2 separate regions of the Gossypium hirsutum genome follow, and region 1 is linked to region 2. The links are chromatin contacts, called in public Hi-C maps. All regions are on one chromosome and are shown on one strand. Each heading gives the region's core, a stretch centred on a gene start, on an enhancer-like site or on the middle of the called end of the contact. The rest is flanking DNA. Distances are from core to core; before and after follow the strand shown. Region 1 holds the start of LOC107923977. Region 2 has its middle 42 kb from the start of LOC121210458.

What was found. A called contact is a pair of places that touch in the nucleus more often than the background predicts.
Region 1: a contact with region 2 is called in a Hi-C map of leaf, with 3 times the contacts expected there. The contact joins the promoter of LOC107923977 here to the enhancer-like site in region 2. A contact is called at or near these places in 9 of 34 Hi-C or Micro-C datasets (anther, callus, hypocotyl and 1 more).

Annotation. Positions count from the first base shown.
Region 1 is chrA11:20,106,751-20,109,733 of Gossypium_hirsutum_v2.1, forward strand. LOC107923977 reads right to left here and starts at 1,461. Exons shown (of 3, transcript XM_016854203.2): 1 at 1,008-1,461; 2 at 313-336. The coding sequence starts at 1,200. LOC107923976 (fatty acid hydroperoxide lyase, chloroplastic) reads left to right here. Exons shown (of 4, transcript XR_005904912.1): 4 at 122-163.
Region 2 is chrA11:19,923,683-19,926,760 of Gossypium_hirsutum_v2.1, forward strand. It overlaps the pseudogene LOC121209795. Among protein-coding and RNA genes, the nearest start is that of LOC121210458, 42 kb to the left of the region's middle. Within about 2 kb of position 1,324, at least 4 of the 9 cell types and tissues checked have an H3K27ac peak or open chromatin away from gene starts, as enhancers often do. A contact at or near this core is called in leaf, where this site is marked.

The DNA.
Region 1 (2,983 bases), core at 211-2,710, 180 kb after region 2:
ACAGGGGTGGCTTAGGGAAATCACGTGATTAGAGAGTATAACGGCACAAAAACAGAAGGATAAGAAAAACTATTAAATATATTTCTCATATTGCATCATATAAGGCATAACATCTGTTAAAATAAAGTTGACACCTAAATGAAAGCGATAGCAGCAACAATGGTGAAAAAAACTCAACAGAGAGGGTCGGTCATGCTAAAATTAGAGGTGATCTAAAAGGCATAGAAAAACAAATGTAAAATTTCTTTGTATTAAGTTAGTCCCATATTCCAATAAACACATCCATCCATGACAAAGAAACAGGAAACTGACCTGTAAAGGAAGCATTGCTCTGTCCTGCATAAATTAAAGATAGAACCATAAAATTAGCTTAATTTTGCTGGGCAAAATTGCCAAAGAGCAAATAATTAACATTTCCAAATACCCGATTGCCATCTTTAATAAAAATGGAAACTTGGAACTTTGCAGGGCAAGTAGCATAGAGAATGCTAATACAAAGCAACAAATTAACATAATAGAAAGAAAGGCTAACAACAGCATTCATAAAACAGGCATGAGTTTCAACTTTCAATAATTAGCTTCATAACTACCAAGTAAAACCCCATAGCCAAGGATATGGAGTTCTATTAATTGACAACAGAAACAACATTGATAAAAATTCTAAGTGAAAATATTATGCCTTGGAAAAAATTCGCACGAAGAATAAAAGCTTCCTAGAATTAACAAAAGAATAATGGGTTATCATAATATTCCAAAACTCATCTATTGTAAATTAAAATTAGGCAGTAACTAATTGAAAATTCGATGAACAAAAAAAAGAGGGGAAATCATAGGATCTCCACTCTCCAAGTGTAAATAAATTGGGCAGGAAGCGCATAAAGCACTCATTTCAAATTACAGTTTACTACTACAACATGATTTTGAGGTTTGTGAAACTGATCAAATCCAATATATATGAAATGGAAACAAGAAAGGAGGAGATGAGATCGAGCCAGATCTGGGAATACCTTCAGGGATTGTGAGAAGAGGCTGAGAAGAGCAATCGCAAAGGCAAGGTGGGCAAGTGTTGGAAGTGTGGCTGACGGCTACTAATCCTTCCATGAAATGCCAATACAGAGGAGGACCCACTATGTAGCCGAATAAACAGAGTCCCAATAGACACAACCCCACCTTCAACGCCGCCGTCTGGTTCACTGCCATCTCTTCTATCTCAGAGTCTAACTGGAAACCAAATCGAGACTGAAGCAATTGGATGCAGTAGTCGGCAAAATGTCAAATTCTAACCATGCATTTTGTTTTTATTTAACGGTTCTTCGACAGTCGAAAATTTGCGGGTGGGTTCGTCAATCTTTCATCGACATGAGTGTGTAGGAGTGGGAATGCGAAGGGGAAGGGGAAGGAAGTAGGAAACTGTTATTGGAACAAAAAATCTATTGTCGACAATGTCAAACTTTGGGCCGCGTACCAACTTTAGCAAACCAAAATTTAAAACAATTACAATTAGCAAATTACTTTAGGTAAATTCTGTTATTAGTCCTTCTACTTTATAAAACTATAAATTTAGTCTGTATACTTTAATTTCATCAATTTTAGTCTCTATACTTTTAAAATTTTGAATTTTAATCCTAAATCAAATGGTAATAGTTAATTCCATTTGGTTAACTTTAATTATTAGTCTTGTACTATGCGTACAGTTGTAGATTTAGTCTATATTCTCCAATTGAAATCATTCCAAGTTCTTATACTTTTTGAATTTTAAAATTTGAATATTGACACAAATGATAATAGTTAATTTATTTAGCCTACGGGTACAGTTGCGGCGGTGGTCGGTGAACGGAGCCTGGCTGAACCTTTAGGCTTGCAGAGAGAATAAAGGGGGGAAGGGAGTTTTTTTTTTTGAAAGAAGGTTGCAAGTGTTTTTTTTTAAAGATTTTGGCCTTATTTAGGCCCCCCAAAACGACGTTGTTTTGGACTGGCCTCAAATGCCTAAAACAATGTCGCTTTGCCCTTGACCCGTCTGACGCGACCCGCTCCAACCTAGGATCTGCGTGTTTTTAATTGGAAGGGCTAATTGCGCATTTAGCCCTTCCGCTTTTTATAGCTTTGTAATTAAAACTTTCGTTATTTTTAATTTGGCCCTATGATTTATTTCAATTGCATTTTGGTCCTCTCTAATGCTGTGCGTTTTGGAGGAGAAGGGATTATTACCCTTTTGGTCCCTCCTTGTTATTCGTGCATGCAAATTGGTCCTTTAACCTTATTTTTATTTCGGATTAGCCCTAAAACTCTATTTTAAGTTCAATTTAATCTTTTTTTCGTTATTTTTTTCTATTTTATTTTTTAAATTAATTAATTATTATTATTTTATTATCTTCTAATTTTTTATTATTAGTACTATTTCATAATTATTATATATTACTATTACATTCATTTTTTATATTCTTTTTATTAATATTATTTCCACTATTATTATTATTTTTTATACTATAATTATATTTACTTTTATGGTTACCATTATTTTTATTATTATTTCTTTATATCTTTGTCATTATTATTATTATTATTATTATTATTATTATTATTATAATACTTTCTTTTTTTTACTTACTATATTTGTCTTATTATCATATTAATTATTTTTGCAATATTATTACTGCTATTATTCTATATATATATTTATAATAAGTTTTTCATTTCATGTATAGCATTTTAGAATTATATTATTTTGTATATTACTTCTAAACAGTTTTATATATTATTTTATCTTGAATGGATACTAGTTTTTCGCTTTGCCCTTGACCTGTCTGACCCGTTTGACCCGACCTGCTCCAACCTAGGATCCGCGCGTTTTTAATTGGAAGGGCTAATTGCGCATTTAGCCCTTCTGCTTTTTATAGCTTTGTAATTAAAACTTTCGTTATTTTTTATTTGGCCCTATGATTTATTTCGATTGCATTTTGGTCCTCTCTAATGCTGTGCGTTT
Region 2 (3,078 bases), core at 74-2,573:
AGGAGAATAAAAGATTTCAAGAATTAATTTCTAAAGGGTTCATTTTAAATAATTATCAAAACACATTAATATTATATAATAAATAATACGATAAATATAGTACAATAATAATATAAATACAATAAAAAATCTATAAAAATTTCATATTTTACCTACATAACAAAAATTTATGTTAGTCTACAGTAATAATATAATTAAAACAAACCGAAATTATCTAAACAAATAAAACATACGAATTCAAAAGTAAAACAGAAACATACCTATTTAGTTTCTTCCAAACAACCTGTAAAAATATATAAAAACAAAATTAATCAACATCTCAATAAATCAAAAATAATTGTCAAATAAATAAATAAATAAACAACTACATTCATAACGAATCACAATAAACATTAAACTAAACAAATAATTAACTTAATCATAAATTACTAACAAAATAACTTTAAAATAAATTTAAAAAATAAAAAATTACATTCATAACCTAACAAATCACAATAAACACTAAACTAAACAAACAATGTATAATAGTTACTAACAAAATAACTTTAAAATAAATCAAAAACAACATAAAAATCACAATAAAAAAACTAAACAATACTAACAAAATAATTTATAACAATTCCTCATAATAATCCTTTCTATTTAAAAAAAATAAACAAAAATAAATTGTGGTTCTTTTTTTTCTTCTCCTTCTCTTCTTTTTCACTGCTGTTGTTTTCTTTTTCTTTTTTTTCTTTTATCGTTTCTCTTCTTCTGTACAAGAGGGGTCATGGTTATAAGGTCACCCAAATCACTCTCCATCTTTCTTCTCTTTCTTCTCGAGGCTCGAGGATGTGACTAGACAATGCTGACGGACGAGATTGAAGCATGGCACCAGTGTTGCCTGTCAGGGAGGTGTGACTGGTGCCGCCTACCTGCCTGGCATTGCCTCTTCCTGACCTATACCAATATTTTATAACCAAATTTAGTATATACCTATATATTTTGGATGCTACCAATCATAATGATGTGGCCCATTAAAATATTAATTTTTTTACATGAAACCGTGCCAAAAAAAATAAGATGGTGCCGCCTATGCACCACCCTCTACCCCTTAAATATCTTATTTTTGAATTTAATTTTTTATTTTATAATATTGGTGTAAAAAAGCCACATATATATGTAAATTAGCCAAAATCTAGAATTGTATTTGCATAGTATTTATTTGAGAAATAGTATTTATATTTTCTTAAAATTCATTTTATCATGTCTATAATATATCTAGTGATTATATCGTTATGTGAACCGCTTGGTACGACACACAACCGTACGCAATACGACAATCAATACAATGAAAAGAAAAAGAGTCAAAATGACTCCCAATAATGATTTGCCACCTCATCATACTTTTGTTCTACTACTGTTTCTTTTCCAACGACTAAGCTCAACGGTCTCAGCTCTGAAATATCATCCAACCTCTTCCTTGACTTGGACTATCAAAACCCCCAAAATCCCAACGTAGGGATTTCACAATCCAAAATGCTACTTAAATTATTCCCAATTCCGTTGCTTTTTATCTGAACTTTCTCCATTTCAGTAGAATCAAGATGCACCAGAAGCTGCACGGCCTTAGCATCCTACTACGTTCCGCCAGAATCAAACTTGACCTTCGTATCCGAGCTTTTTAATTCGACCCTTGCTCCTTCCTCCACGTTAAATTTCGACTCAATCCTTAGTTACAACAAACAAGTTGCCAACAAAGACAGCGTCGAAAGTGGTACTAGACTCAATGTTCCTTTCCCTTGCGATTGCATCAACGGCTCATTACCCGCCCACGAGTTCAGCTACAGAGTTAGGTCCAACGACACTTACTACAAGATCGCCACAGAATACTACTCGAACTTGACAACGGTTAATTGGTTGCTGCCGTTCAATACCTATCCGCCGACGAATATACCGGATACTGGGACGGTTAGGGTGGTGGTTAATTGTTCGTGCGGTGACGCTACTATTTCGAAGGATTACGGGCTGTTTATTACATATCCGCTCCGACCGGGGGAGAATTTGAGTTATGTCTTGACTCAGGTGAATCTGTCATCGGATTTGTCGGGGTTGGTGCAGAGATACAACCCCGGGGTGAATTTCAGCTCAGGGGCTGGTCTGGTATTTATCCCGGGAAGAGGTGATTTCTTTTAACATTTTTTGTTTAATTTATAGGTAAGTGAAAATGGAATAATTTTGTTGTAGAATTTTATTGTCCATACGGAGCAGATTTGCTCTCATTAGCATTTTTGTTTGATTTTGTGTTTATAAAATAAAAAGGCTTTTTGTTGTTGGGGGGGGGGTAGGATTCACTCTATAGGAGTGGGGTTGATCAAACGGAAAGTTTAGCTGAAAGTCATGATTGTTGTGCTACTGTATAAAGTGATGTGGCGTTCATTGCGTTTTCTAAAAGATGGATTGTTTTCACTGTCATCAACAATTACAAGCATCTTCATTTTGCTCAGCATGCTCCGTGTCCAATAATCATTCAGGTCGATTTTTGGGAACATTTATGCCTGAGAAAATTGCAAACTACATGCAATTATTTCATTTCTAGTTTGTTCTTTCAGATTACCCACGGCCACGGGAGTTTTACAATTAGTTAACTTGTTGGTTTTAAACACCTAGGGCAAGGCATTATGCTTTGTTACGCCAACTGTCATGAATAAATGTAAATTCACCTCACTGAAGGAATTTCTTTTTCTTGTACAGATGCTAATGGTAATTTTCCACCCATCCAATCAAGGTAGTTAACGCAGCTTTAAACTTTAAAAATAGTTTGTTGTATTATTATCATTTGTTTCGACTTTGAATCTTTACATTTTCTGAATCAGTTCATTCGTTCTTTCTGTTTTGCAGCACAGGTGATTTGGCCTTCCGTGCATGTTGCTTTTGTCATGATTATGATATTGGTATTCTGATTGACCGGAAACCTTTTTATACTTTGAGCTTATATGTTGTTTTTACATAATCAGGAATTTCGGGTGGAGTTATTGCTGGGATATCTATAGCAGCCATAGTGGTATTGCTGTTGCTGGGAATTGGTGTATATATTGG